Linked DNA regions of Mus musculus: regions 1 and 2 are each linked to region 3. The links are chromatin contacts, called in public Hi-C and HiChIP or PLAC-seq maps. All regions are on one chromosome and are shown on one strand. Each heading gives the region's core, a stretch centred on a gene start, on an enhancer-like site or on the middle of the called end of the contact. The rest is flanking DNA. Distances are from core to core; before and after follow the strand shown.

Region 1 (4,780 bases), core at 962-3,461, 84 kb before region 3:
CCCCACACAGGCTCAGAACAACTAACTCTGTCCTTCCTTCCTCAGCCTTCCTGGGGTCAGACTCTTGAGAGTCACCTGGTGGCTTGTTAAAAACTTTAAACCCATTACATCAGAGTCTATGAGGTGGATCCAGGCGTCTGAAAACTTTAAACAAGGTTCCAGATGATTCTGATTCACTCCAAACTCTTGAGTCCTGACTGGAGCCCTGAGCAGCGGTGCCCTCTTTGATCATTTTCTTGTTTGATTGAAACTGGAAACTCCAGAGGCTCAGACTGGAACCAACATAATGTGTTAATGTGTGCCTCTCTATAAAACAGACTCTAGAACATAGTCACACACACACACACACACACACACACACACACACACACACACACACAGAGAGAGAGAGAGACTCTAGATCTTCAAAATAAAGACCTGGCTTCTCATTTACCCAGGGACTAGGATTTCTTGTATTATCAGATTCTGCTTTTTAAATATAAATTCTAATCAAGATCAGCGAGGGAAGGTGCTCAGGAGAGGCGGCCCCCTGGCACTGCTGTTTATGTAAGTGTCTATTCTTAGGCACTGGGGCAAGGAATAGGCTAGACATTGCTGCCCTCATGGAGTTGATGTCTTGATGAGAGAGACAGTTAATAGGTGAGTATAGAACTAAGTCAATGATTTCTCTCTCTCTCTCTCTCTCTCTCTCTCTCTCTCTCTCTCTTTCTTGGTTTTTCGAGACAAGGTTTCTCTGTACTGTATAGCCCTGGCTGTCCTGGAACTCACTCTGTAGACCAGGTTGGCCTCGAACTCAGAAATCTGCCTGCCTCTGCTTCCCAAGTGCTGGGATTAAAGGCATGCACCACCATTACCCAGCCTAATTGATGTTCTTAAACCTAAGTAACAGACAGTCACAATGCACTAAATGGCTAAAGTTACAAGGGTATTTTTTTTCTTACCCTATTTGTGGAGTGATTGTGTCTCTTCAATGTTCATACATCACAATCCTAGCTCCTAGGACCTAAGGTGTGGCTGTCCTTGGAGTAGAGTGCTCATGAAGCACACATGGAGCTCTGGACTCAACCTGGGCACAGCATAAACCAAAGGTGGTAGCACACCTATGATCCCAGCACACAGGAGTCAGAGGCAGAAGAATTAGAAGTTCAAGGTCATTGACAATCCTCAGCTATATATTAAATTAAACTTCATTGTGGACTACATGAGCCCAGAAAGGGGGAGGGGAGGAAGGAAGGAAGGGAAGAGATAAGAGGGAAGGGAAGAGGAGGAGAGAGGAGAAGGGAGAGCAGGGGTGGAGGGAAGGAGAACAGAAGGGAATGGAAGGGGAAGAGAGGGCAGGCTGGGGAGATGGCTCATCACATAAAAATGCTGGACACATTGCCTACAACCTGAGTTTGGATTCCCAGAACCCATTTAAAAGCCAGAAGTGGCTTGTGTCTGTAGACCGAACCGCCCTGGGCAAGATGGAGGCAGTACCAGGAGAATCACAAGAAGGTTCAGGCAGCTAGCCTGGGATTAGAGGTGAAGCATCACAGAGCAAGAAAGACCCAACGACTGTCGCCTGATGCTGTCTCTGCTGCATACACATGCCACACAAGTAAATAAGAAATATTTTAAGGGCGCCGGGCGTGGTGGCGCATGCCTTTAATCCCAGCCCTTGGGAGGCAGAGGCAGGCGAATTTCTGAGTTCGAGGCCAGCCTGGTCTACAGAGTGAGTTCCAGGACAGCCAGGGCTACACAGAGAAACCCTGTCTCGAAAAAACCAAAAAAAAAAAAAAAAAATTTTAAAAGACAAGAAAGGTTTCTTGCTCTGTATCACCTTTCTAGAAAATTTAAAAATCTATAGAAAGTAATGCCCTCGAGGAGGGGGTGAGGTGAGCTAGGTGGGAGGGCTAGGGGATTGGAAGGGTTGGAGACAGACAGACAGACAGACACACACACACACACACATCCCAGCACTCAGGAGACAGAGGCAGGTGCATCTCTGAGTTTGAGGTCAGCCTGGTCTACAGGGGGAGTTCCAGGACAGCAAGGGCTACACAGAGAAACCCTGTCTCAGGAAGGAAGAGAGGAGAGAGAGAGTCAACCACTAGTGAAGAGGCTGCCAAACACCAATCAGAATTTATTCCCATGATGAGTGGGACTAGGAAGAGAAACCCAAACAAACTCTGAGTTGTACGGGCAGGAGGAAGGGGAAATGGCTGCTGGGAAGGCAGCCAGCAGAGTCTGCTAGAGTGTCCTGCCGAGAACCAAAACAGGCGGATGTGACAACATGAGGGGTGGTGACTGGAAGGGGCCAGTGTTCTCGAGGTGAGGCGAGGGAAGGCTCTGGGAAACTGATGTTTTGGCTGCTGCCCAACTGAAGTTGAAGAGTCGGCAGGCAAAATGGGGAGCAAAGCATTCCAGACAACAAAGACCCTGAAGTAGGAGCAAACATAAGGATCCTAGTCTCAGAAGGGAGTGGCTCTGAGCTCTCACCTTCCTTCCCTCCTTCTACCCATTCTCTGCCTCAGTCTGCCCACCTGAAAAATGGGGCCAAAGAGAATTATCTCTCACTCCGGTGTAACTGAGTCACCAGCAGGGTAGATGCGAATCTGGCCCCTGTCATAGCATGTCAACAAGTTTAGGAAAGTGTGGACTGATGGCACAGGCTTTCTCTCCCCTGAACAATGGGGGGCCCCCATATGAAGCCTGACCAGGAATCCTGGTGAACATCCACAGAGACAGAGCATCGAGCTTTCCAATGAAAGACAACCTACAACACCTGAAGGAGAATGTTAGCTCTCAAACCAGAGACAGAGTGACTGAGTTGCCTGTTAACATATAAGTGAATGCTGGCTGCCTAGCATCCCTTGGTGACAAGGTCCTCCTGGTTAGCATACCCTGTCCTCTACCCTGAACTCTCCAGCCCAGAGGCTGGGCTGCCCTTCCCTATATAATCCAGCCATTTTGGCTATGCTGGCTTTTTTGTGGGTTCTTTGCCTGCCACTCTAGGTCACCTCTCCACACATGGCCCTACTCAAGGTCATGTCGCTCTGGACTCTCCCAGATGTCTCTGCCTCTACCTGTTTTCTCCCTTATAATAAAAACCCTGAGCTGGGCGGTGGTGGCGCACACCTTTAATCCCAGCACTTGGGAGGCAGAGGCAGGCATATTTCTGAGTTCGAGGCCAGCCTGGTCTACAAAGTGAGATTCAGGACAGCCAGGGCTATACAGAGAAACCCTGTCTCGAAAAACAAAACAACAACAACAAAAAAAAAACCCTGAGCCCTTACGAGCAGTCAGTCTTCCTCATTTATTTATTTATTTATTTATTTATTTTTATTTTGAAATTTCCACTCATTCACCTGGTCCTGAAACAGCTACAGAGACCCTTATCTCAGGAACATGGAGAAGCACATGCCAGGCCCTCTTGGAAGGGACATTGTGCGTGTGCGTCCACATCTGCTTCCCCCCACATCACTTCCACCTGGGCAAGGAGCGGGGGAGATGGTGGAAGCTGACACTGGTCTATCGGCACAACCGAGGGGCTAGAGAGAGGGATGTGGCCTGCTCGGGTGGCATGCTGAACGAGCTGGTGGCAGTCATCTGTCTACTGCTCTTCTTTCTCCCCCTCCTTCCTCCCCTCCTTGCTCACTCTTTCTTTGAGTGCTGGGTAATGCTGCTTAGGAGGGCTTCATGCTAAGCAACCGTCATCGCTAAGCCACACCAGCAGTCCTGGTTTTCTTTCTTACTGGATAATAGATCTTTAAGCCTTGCGTGGTGATGTGTGCCTATGATCCCAGCACCCAGGAAACAAGGCAAGATCCCGGGGCATGGGGAGGTCGCAAACTCAGAAGTCTACTATGTGCTGATCTATCCTCATTTCGCAGGCTGAGACAGGAGGCTCATTGCCAGCGCTGGCTTACAGAAGTGAGTTGTAGGACATCCAGGGCGTGTAGTGAAACCCCAGCTCAAGTCTACTAACTAAATGGATGAAAATGTAAAGGTAGCTTGGGATGCAGCTCAGTGGTAGAGCACTTTAGCTGGCTGGCACAGGTCCTGGGTCCAATCCCCAACAACACACCTAGGCACACACCCAATACATGCATATGTAAAAAGTATAAGAAAGATGGGGGCGCTGGAGAGATGGCTCGATGGTTAAGAGCACTGGCTGCTCCTCTAGAGGTCCTGAGTTCAATTTCTGGTAACCATCTGTAATGGGATCTGATGCCCTCTTCTGGTGTGTCTGAAGACAGTGACAGTGTACTCATACATAGAATAAATAAATCTTTTTTTAAAGACACATTTAAGTTAAAGGAAGGAAGGAAGGAAGGAAGGAAGGGAGGGAGGAAGGAAAGAAGAAAGGAAGGAAGGAAGGAAGGAAGGAAGGAAGGAAGGAAGGAAGAAAGGAAGAAGACGGATAGATGGAGCCAGGTGTGGCAGTGCATACTTGCAGCCCCAGCACTTGGGAAGGATGAAGTCTGCTGAAAATTAGATCTAGGCTGCACAGTGAGGCCCTTTCTCACAAAAAAAAGAAAAGAGGAAAGAAGAAAGGAGGGAAGGAAGAAACTGGAGGGGAGTGGTTCTCACAGGGTCACAAGGTTGAGGAAAAAAAAATACACCTGATTAAAGAGTGCCCAAAACTGTCAAAAGCACAGGGGTCCATGCATTGAATGCAGAGGCAGGCAGATCTCTGTGAGTTCAAGGTCAGCCTTCTTCATAATGAATTCCAGGCCCTGCTTCAAAAATAAAAAGGCTTGCTATTTTGCTCTCTCTCAAGACAGTGCGTACACAGATA
Region 2 (4,608 bases), core at 537-3,036, 100 kb before region 3:
CCTTTCAGGAGGTAGAATCAGGTGAAGCTGTGTGTACTGAGGCCAGTCTGTCCTACATAGTTCCAGGATGGCCCACATACTGAGACCCTGTCTTACAAAACAAAACAAGAAAAACATTGCCTCAAAAAAAAAATCAAAGGACTATTATTGTTTTTTTTTCAAAGATTTATTTATTATTATTATACATAGGTACACTGTAGCTGACTTCAGACATGCCAGATCTCATTATGGGTGGTTGTGAGCCACCATGTGGTTGCTGGGATTTGAACTCGGGACCTTCAGAAGAGCAGTCAGTGCTCTTACCCGCTGATCCATCTCCCCAGCCCAGGACTATTATTGTAATGTAGTTTATTCATATAGTGGAATGATACTCAGAGTTTTTAAGTTGCTCTTTATCTAATGTGGGTCAAAAACGTGTGTAACTAGAGTGATCTGTGTTCTGTAGGTAACTAGACATCCAGGAAAATGTGACGTATGAGGTAGTAAATGGCTAGAAAACTTAGAAAACTTCCCCTTTATGAGAGCCATAGCATCTGCCCACTTTCCAAAAACTTAGGTATTTAGTCCAGACTCAAGGTCAGGTTAGCTATAGTGTCAAGCTGTAATACTAGCAGTACCCACTAGAGCCATTAGGTGCCGCCAGTGCTTCACATTAAACTCCAGCTTGCCTTTCAAACAACCACGGACCCACCGCCACCAATCACTGGGGGACAGGCCCTGGGCGACAACTCTCCTTTCCAAATGGTTCACCCTCATTTCTGCATCATTTTTCGGGTGTTTTGATTTGTTTTGTTTTGTTTTGTCTTAGAAAATGTCTCACTTTGTAGCCTTGTCTGGTCTGGAAATTTTGTCAGTGGTTCTTAACCTTCTTAATGCTGTGGCCCTTTTAATACAGTTTCTCGTGATTTTTTTTTTCTTTTTACATGACTAATTAATTTTGCTACACTTAGGAATGGTAATGTAAATACCAGTTTTCCGGTGGCCTTATGTGACCCCTGTGAAAGGGTCACTTGACAACCCCTCCCACGTTGGGTTGCAACCCACAAGTTGAGAACCTCTGCTCTATTTAGACTAGATTGGCCTCAGACACAGAGACCCACCTCCATGTGCCTCCCTAGCGCTCTTATGGAAGGCAGACACCACCTCGCCAGCCTCGCCACAGCATCTGGCTTTGTCTTGTCTAAGTCAGTGTAGACTGGAAGTTGGGGCTGCCTGCTTTGTAGCACAGACCAGTCCAGTGATAGGAAAATGGACAGCATGGAGGTGGGTGCCCAGAGAAGAGGAAAGAGAATGTATTTAGTGAAGATCCAGAGAAGTGGAGGATGCTCTCCTTTTTTTTTTTTTTTTTTTTTTTTTTTTTTTTTTTGAGACAGGGTTTCTCTGTATAGCCCTGGCTGTCCTGGAACTCACTCTGTAGATCAGGCTGGCCTCAAACTCAGAAATCCTCCTGCCTCTGCCTCTCGAGTGCTGGGATTAAAGGCACTCCTGAGGATGCTCTCCTTAAAGTTCAGGGCTAATCCCTTGTATCCAGCATTAGAGACATTGTATCCACCATTAGAGGCGTGCAGAAATGCCTAAAGACCAGACTGACTGGGAAGCCAGAAGAGAAAGCCACAAGAGGAGACGAGCCACTGGCAGCCACCTTGCTCCACATGGCTGCACTGACGCCAGTCCTCCCAAGGTGTCACCAACACTCAGGCTGAGTCACTCCAAACCCAGCCCACAGAGTTAAGCCAGTAACAAAACCTGGAGGACGTGGCCACAGGGCCAAGGGCCAGAGCAATGTCATCACGGGCAACCGTGCAGCTCGGGCCCGGCAGATGACCCTTTCCTTGTGAGCATTCCAGGGTGTGTGACTGATGCTCACTGACCCCGATTCATGGCGGCACGGAACACAAAGAGGTCATTACTGCCCCTTGATCCACCGGGGAAACTGAGGAATGGAGTGGGGAAGCAGCTTTGGCCCGTGAGTCAGTGGTACAGGTCATGAGTTCATTACCACCCCGTCAGGTCAGTCAGGTGCCTATGAAGCCACACTTCCCAACCAGAAGTAAACATGGCTGTCCAGGGCCAGGGAAGGGAGGGCCTTCCACCCAGTGCCCTTTCCATACCTGTCCAGCGGTAGAACCAGACACAAAGTTGCAAAGACTATGGCCTGACTCCCTGCATTCAGCCAAGGTCAGAGTGGGGAGTGACAGCCAAGACGGCACACAGGTTGTGGCCAAGCCAGCTCAGAGTCAGTCGGGATCTGGCCATCTGGACTCAAATACTGGATGCCCTTGTTATCAGTCTGTCTTCTGAGCCAGCTCCTGGGGCCTCTGCTTCTTGATATGTAAAAGGGGCAGGAGTAGTCAGTGTCTATGTCAAAGGGCTGCTTAAGAGCTAAGGGACCTGATGTTTGTTACGTGGTTGCTAAGCAATCCTTAGCTGCACACCTGGCCACCCGTGTCTCCAGGCTGTAGGGACTTTTGGGTCTGAGGAAAAGAAATGGGCACTGGGCTCAGGCAAAAACATCCCAGAATGTCTCGCTAGCTCATCCTTGCTATGGGAAGGATTCTTCTCGCCCAGTGGCTCTCCCCCATCAGCAGAGGTGCTGGTACTTCAGCTCGATGCCCAGTTTTAGAAGCATCGGGAAGCAGCATCTTGGGCAACCAAACACCAAGTGAGATAACCACATTCTTGCCAGCCTCCTCCAGCCTTGGCTCAGGGCCCAGCAGGGCCACCCTTAGGAGATGGTGCTAAGAAGACAACAGGCAAGCTAATTATAGGCCCGGCCTGCTGGGCTGTGGACACTGCCTGTTTGGCCTGCACGGCTTACCTGAGTCATCTATCCTGCGGCCACTTGAGCCTGGATCTGGACTAGCAGGCCACAGGGAGTCAGGAGCGCCTTCCCTGTGCTCAGTCTGGTCAGCTGCACCACTTCCTGCCTCTTTTCCCCTCAGAAAGCCAGTTGAGGCAGGTGAGCACCCCAGATCAGAGGCCAGAAGGCCTAATGCCTACTGCGAGGTGAGCACAATGCTGGGATCCCAGAGTCTCTGGAAAAATCACTTCACAGGTCAAAGTAAAAGGCATAGAATGAACAGGGCAGTGGCCTCCTCCTTCCACCACACGGTCCACACCTCCATCCTCTCCCTGAACCTTACTGGTCTGCAGGGGCCCCAGCTCTCTTGCTCCTCAGTGGTCAGCTGTGATCTGGGCTCAGTTCCCATAAACTTAGCCCAGGAATTTTTCAAAGTAAAAGGAGGGCAAATATGGGTGCCGTGGTTCAAAAAATCAGTCTTAAAATCACAACAGAGTTAGAAAACATTCTTTGAGGCGTTAAAAATGAGGATAAATGACAAGAAAGTCCCCAGCTCTTTGGATTTAGTGCATTAGGGAGGCAAGGGTGTGGCAGGAGAAAAACTGGGGGTACCCTCTGTGAGGGGAATGTTTGCACCCATAGCAGGGCTCATCTGTGCACTAGAAGGCCAACATGGAAAGCTGTGAACCCAGACTCGGGAGGCAGAGGCAGAGGGGTCAGGAGTTCAAGGTCAGCTTTGGATAAGTGGTGAGTTCAAGGCCAGCATGGGCTACATGAGGTCCTATTAAAAAAAAAAAAAAAAAGCCAAAGGGGCCGTGAGTGAGGTCGGGCAAGAAACAGGAAGTGATGTGGGTGGGTGCTGTTTTGTTTTGCTTCTGTTTTTGAGAGGGAGAAGGAGAGGGAGAGTGTGTGTGTGTGCCAAAAGCCATAGGTCTCCTAGAGCAGGAGTCACAGGAAGTGAGTTGTCTGACATAGACGTATGGGATTGAACTCACGTCCTTTGGAAGAGCAACACTTGTTCTTAACTCTTAAGTCACCTTTTCAGCCCCTAATTTTTTTTTTTAATTTAAAAAAAAAAGATGTGTGTGTGATTGGAGGGGTCTATCATGGCACAAGAGTGGAGGTCAGAGGACAACTTTGGAGTTGATTCTGTCTGTCTACCTTTAGGTGGGTCCTTGTCATAACAGCAGCCATCTCACCAACCTGTTCTCTTGGTTGTTTTTGTTTTTGTTTTTGTTTTTTCCCCTCCCTGTTTTATTTTAGTTATCTATCTATTTATTTTGAGACAGGGTTTTTCTGTGTAGCCCTGGTTGTCCTGGAACTCACTCCATAGACCAGGCTGGCCTCGAACTCAGAGTGCTGGGACTTAAGGCATACAACCCGGCCTTCCTTCCTTTTTTTTTTTTTTTTCCTGACAGGGTCTGTATCTCCCTCTGTAAGCCTGGCTGACATGCCTCTTGCTATGTAGTGACTGTAAGGCTGGACTCAAACTCAGAGATTCTGCCTGCCAAGCCGCCCACGAGCTGGGGTTCAAGGCTTGTGCCCCTTCACCCTGCCTTGTGTTTTGATATTTGAGACAGGTTCTCTTGTAGTCAGCTTTAAACTCTCCATCCTCCTGCCTCTACCTTGCAGGTGCTGGGATCACAGGTATGTACCATGATGCTTGTCTGTTTTAAGGGAGCCATCCTTTTGGGGTAGGAATGAAGTTCTCTGCTCCCCAGGAGAGTAGACCACCAAGCGCCTGCCCGAGAGCTTTGCCTGGCCTCTCTCCGCAACTCCCACAGCACTAGAGGGTTGGTGACACCCTC
Region 3 (4,762 bases), core at 119-2,618:
TGGTGCTGGAACAGCTCCATCAAGGGCATGCAGAGGGATACCTGATAGATACTCTCTGTGGGAAGGAAGGAAGGAAGGAAGGGAGGGAGGGAGGGGGGGGAGGGAGGGAGGGAGGGAGGGCATTTGCAGAGGCAGGCTACAGAGTGATATTCGTGTTAGCGCTTCTGTCTGAAGTTGAATAAAGCCTGGCAGGTAGGAAGAGGAGGAATTTTAGAAGATCCTTGGTAAGGACAAGAGACTGGTAGGAAAGGAGATGTCTGGATTTGTGACTGGAGAGGCATAGCTGTTTGTAGACATGACTGTTCTTGGTGTGTCCTGGGCATATAGAGTGGAATGAGATGGGGAACAGTCATTGAGGAGAGGAACATAAAAAGGCTGAGAGGTTAGGAATATGGTCTTTGTGATAATGAATATGAGTGGGGCAGAGAGAGAACTGAGTACCAAGTTACCACAGAGAAAAGCCATTTATTAATGAACCTGCTGTCAGGGACCCATGTCATGAACTCCTCTCCCCACTACCTTTTCTCCCCTCCTCCACATTGACCCTGCCTTGTGTGCTGCTGAATAGAGGACTTAGCCATTTCCTTCTTGAAGCTCCCTTAATAATATCAGTTTAAATTCTGACCCGAACAGTGCCTTTTTTCACGTTTTTTAAAAAAAGATGTTTTTGTTTATGCATAATAGGTATTATAACTTTTCATACATATATGTATATTTCTACTGTATCATCTATTACCCCAACCCCACTCCTCCTAATTCCCTTTCTCCCTTCCCATTCCCAGCTAACTGTCCTTTCCTTTCATGTCTGTGTGTATATGTGTGTGTGTGTGTGTGTCTTTGTGTGTATGTCTGAGAGAGAGGCCCAGTGAATTTCATTAAGGAGCTTAGACACCTTTCTAGTAGCTATACCACTGAAGACTGCGTCTCTATCCCTTGCCTCTTTTTTTAAGATTTATGTATTTATTTTATATATGTGAATACACTGTCACTGTCTTTAGACAGATGAGAAGAGGTCATCAGATCGCACTATAGATGGCTGTGAGCCACTATGTGATTGCTGGGAATTGAACTCAGGAATTCTCTGGAAGAGTAGTCCTCTTAACCACTGAGCCACCTCTTCAGCATGTCTCTATCCCATATTGACTGTTAGCTTTGTGTGAATCTTCAGAGAGAGTAGTGCTCCGTGGACCCCTCTCTATTACAAGACAGTGCTGAGGGGCCAGTCTTGTAGTGAACTTAGGCAGTCAGCTCAGGAGTGCGATAGCCATGCCACATGTTGTTCCCTCACACTCACTGCTTTGCTCTGCCTCTCACAGCCTTTCTGCCTGCCCCTTCTGCTTTGTTTCCTGAGCTTTGGAGGAGTGGTATAAATATCCCGTGTTATGAGTCACTCTGACCACTGCAGAAAGAACCTTCTTGTAATAAGTCTAACAGCAGCACTAATCTATGGGCACAGACATAGTAATTTAGAAGGCAATCTGACAGGCATATCCTGGCTACTTAGCAAACAGTGGCAGTAGCTTCTTCCTATGACCTATGATTTTTCTCGGCCAAAGAATTTTGGATGTGTTTCCAGTACCTGCCATGAGTTCCTTCTATGGAGCAGACATGGAATTCAGTCAGAAAGGAGTTGGTTACTCCATAACAGACTTGCCACTCCTGCTGCAGTAGGCTCATCTTGCCTGGTGAGTCATTATTGCAGAGTCCACACCTGAGTAACAGCCACTGCTGACAGTTCTCCACAGTAGCCTGTATAACAACATAGTACCTTTGGAGCCTTGGGGGCAAGCCACAGCAGGTAGGAAGCTTCTAGCCAGTTCTAGCTAGACCATCTAGTTCTGGTGGGCAAACAAGAATAGTGGTCATTGCTGTATTGTTTTGAAAGCCCCGGGAGAAGCCTCTGTGACCACTAGGAAAGTAGTCTACTCTTGGCACTGGGTTCTCCTTTAATAATGTATGGCTTCTGGACAGTTCTTGCCTTGGAACTGGGGTTACATTCAAGTGCGCATTGCCCAATGTGAGTGTAAGGAGTCAAATTTGGGCCTTGCGGAGAAACAGCAAAGGCTTTTAACACTGAACCGTCTCCCAATCAGTTCCTTTTTTCTTTGAACTGAGTTTAAAGGAAAAAAAAAATTATGCCAGGCTGGGTTTGGTGGCACACATCTTTGGTCCCAGCATTTGGGAGGCAGATGCGGGAGGGTCTTTATGAGTTCCAGGCCAGCCTTATCTACAACTCAAGTTTCACAACAGCCAAGGCTACACAGAAAGACCCTGTTTCAAAAAAAACAAACAAAAAATACCCCACAAACAGTTATGTTTTAGTTTCCTTTGAAAAGCATAATCACACCACTTAAGATTTGTATATATTTTGGGTGTTGTTAAAAACCCTGTTGTTGGCAGCCACTTTAGACATGCATCCATTTGATTGCCTCAAGATGTGTCGCCATATTGGTTGCCAAATCTGCAATGTTTGCTTCCATCCTGGAGGGGTTTTTCTGATTGTTTTGTTATGACCATACCAAATTGTATTAGAATGCTGCGCAACAACTGTTGGAGTATTATAAATTCTATTTTCACTTGAGAATATATGAAAGATAGTATCAACATCAAAATACCCCCTTGCCAGTTCCTAAAATAAGTTGTTATGGGGCATGGAGTGATGGTTCAGTGGGTATGACTGTGTTCTTGCCAAAGACTAGAGTTTGGAACCTCATACCCATGTTGGACAGCTCACAACTGCTTGTATCTGTAACATCAGGGCATGCCAAAAAGCCTACTTGGGCATCCATGAGTATATACATACATAAAAACAAAATAATAAAATCTTTTTAAGAGTGATAGTTGTGTGTGCTGGAGAGTTTCATTTCTAGGTTGTGAACAATAGCATGAAGTTACTTAGTGGGGTATGATAGGGCATACATATAACCCCAGCCCTTCAGAGGGCAGGGCAAGAGGGTTTTAAGTTTGAGGCTAGCTTGGTCTTCATACTGAGACCTTATCTCAAAAAACAAAGAGATTACGAGAGGGAGGTAATTTGCTTAAGCTCCTTGTACTGAAACCCATTCTTTTTCCTGTTGTGTTGGGCCTTTGCACTATCTCCTGGCTTCTGGGACCAAGTACACAATACCATTCCTAGTGGCCAAAGCTAGCATTACTGAGTGCTAATAGTATGCTAGTTACTTAACTCATTTCCTGTTTCTGACCCTTCTCCGATGTGTTGGTGACATTTTTTTTTTAATTTTTTTTTTGGTTTTTCGAGACAGGGTTTCTCTGTGTAGCCCTGGCTGTCCTGGAACTCACTTTGTAGACCAGGCTGGCCTCAAACTGAGAAATCCGCCTACCTCTGCCTCCTGAGTGCTGGGATTAAAGGCGTGCGCCACCACGCCTGCCTTGGTGAAGTTATTTAATCTAGTCTTAGGAATAGCAGTAGAAAGACAAAGAAATTGACTTGTTAAGGCTCACTGCGTTGAGCAATCTGACTTTTAAGTAACAGCTTAATTAATGACTTTGTTAAAATTGCTAGAGCCAGATGTGGTAGTGCAGACCTTCAGAACCCCAGCGTTCAGGGCCATCAGCAAGCAGATCTCTTCTAAGATTGAGGTGCTATCCTGGTCTACATAGCAAGCTCTAGGCCAGCCAGAACAGTACAGTGTGAGTGAGACCTGTCTTCAAAAAAGGTGGGAGCAAGTTAGAAACCTGCAATTCTCTACTGTCTTCCTGCTGTTCAGAAAATCCTTCCAGATCTCTTAGTGTGGCTAGATGAATGACCAAGACACTAAAGGATAAATTGTGGAGATGGGAATGAAATACTAGGGAGTGGGCTAAAGGCTTTGGTAACCTGCTAGTTTGATAGAAGAATCCTGCTGTTGAAGGACAACCATCATCGTTTTTTACTTAGAAATGTATGTTTCTTACCCACTCAGCCCATTCCTCAGATTCTTTTCTTAGAAACTTAGAAAAGCTTCTCTGATGAGTTTAGATCTCATGAACTCATAGGGTCAGTTCAGAACTTTCCGTGGCACAGGGTTTTGAGAGTGAGCTCTTCCTTGCTTGGGTCCTCACTTGAAGAGAGACAGGCCAGGTCTGTCTCCTGAGGGGGTCCCAGTCGGAAGAGCCTTCTGTTCTGGTGCAGTCTGTCTGAGATGGTGTGCTAGTGCACACAGCTGAAAGGTGGCTGTCACCCTTCGTCAGCTGGGTAACTCTAACTCTGGTTGCCCGAGTGTCAGGAACAAAGACAGAAGCTAGGACTCAATCCTGAATTCAGCCAGTGGTTGCTTGGGAGCCAGAAGCAACTGGCTCTCTTAAGTTCGAGGCCAGCCGGGTCTTCGAAGTGAGTTCCAGGATAGCTAGTGCTACATAGCATAGAGAAACTTTGTCTTGAGAACTGTGTGTGTGTGTGTGTGTGTGTGTGTGTGTGTGTGTGTGTGTGTGTGTGTGTGTGTTTCTGAGATACTACTTCAAGGAAAGATAGCATTCAGTCTGGTTTTGTATGTAGGTTTTTCTTTTGGTCCTGGGAATTGAACTCAGGGCTCTATACTAAATAAGCATAAGCTCTACCACCAAGCTGTATTCTCAGCCCCTGAATATATTTTTAAAACTATTTTAAAAAAACAAATGCTTGGCTTTGAATCATCTACTTTCTGAGAAGGTTTGTGTGGGCATATGTGTCCTAACAAATACCAAAAATGACAATGTTTTTACTTGCTTTTTCTCAGGAATTCATACACTACAGTTAAATACCATCAGCCATAGCAAACCTCAG

The links. Hi-C and Micro-C count contacts between places; a contact is called where the count stands out from the background. HiChIP or PLAC-seq counts read pairs in DNA pulled down with a chosen protein or histone mark.
Region 1: a Hi-C map of bone marrow-derived macrophages shows a contact between it and region 3, with 2.9 times the contacts expected there. The contact joins two enhancer-like sites. A contact is called at or near these places in 4 of 484 Hi-C or Micro-C datasets (bone marrow-derived macrophages, embryonic stem cells, nephron progenitors and 1 more), 7 of 115 datasets of contacts at active chromatin or transcription factors (astrocytes, bone marrow-derived dendritic cells, bone marrow-derived macrophages and 3 more) and 4 of 9 other capture datasets (adipose tissue, embryonic stem cells, liver and 1 more).
Region 2: an H3K27ac HiChIP or PLAC-seq map of embryonic stem cells shows a contact between it and region 3, with 8 read pairs. The contact joins two enhancer-like sites. A contact is called at or near these places in 2 of 39 promoter capture datasets (HPC-7-derived erythroid cells and embryonic stem cells), 4 of 15 datasets of contacts at CTCF or cohesin (CD8 T cells, the NIH/3T3 cell line, large pre-B cells and 1 more), 21 of 484 Hi-C or Micro-C datasets (the AtT-20 cell line, B cells, CD4 T cells and 14 more), 11 of 115 datasets of contacts at active chromatin or transcription factors (the NIH/3T3 cell line, VIP interneurons, cardiomyocytes and 7 more) and 4 of 9 other capture datasets (adipose tissue, liver, macrophages and 1 more).

What each region holds. Positions count from the first base shown.
Region 1 is chr6:30,334,477-30,339,256 of GRCm38.p6, reverse strand. No RefSeq gene overlaps it. Among named protein-coding and RNA genes, the nearest start is that of 1700095J07Rik, 32 kb to the right of the region's middle. Within about 2 kb of position 2,211, at least 156 of the 459 cell types and tissues checked have an H3K27ac peak or open chromatin away from gene starts, as enhancers often do. A contact at or near this core is called in bone marrow-derived macrophages, where this site is marked.
Region 2 is chr6:30,354,004-30,358,611 of GRCm38.p6, reverse strand. No RefSeq gene overlaps it. Among named protein-coding and RNA genes, the nearest start is that of Zc3hc1, 35 kb to the left of the region's middle. Within about 2 kb of position 1,786, at least 82 of the 459 cell types and tissues checked have an H3K27ac peak or open chromatin away from gene starts, as enhancers often do. A contact at or near this core is called in bone marrow-derived macrophages, where this site is marked.
Region 3 is chr6:30,249,412-30,254,173 of GRCm38.p6, reverse strand. The region is part of intron 3 of Ube2h (ubiquitin-conjugating enzyme E2H); the gene reads left to right. Among named protein-coding and RNA genes, the nearest start is that of Ube2h, 53 kb to the left of the region's middle. Within about 2 kb of position 1,368, at least 43 of the 459 cell types and tissues checked have an H3K27ac peak or open chromatin away from gene starts, as enhancers often do. A contact at or near this core is called in bone marrow-derived macrophages, where this site is marked.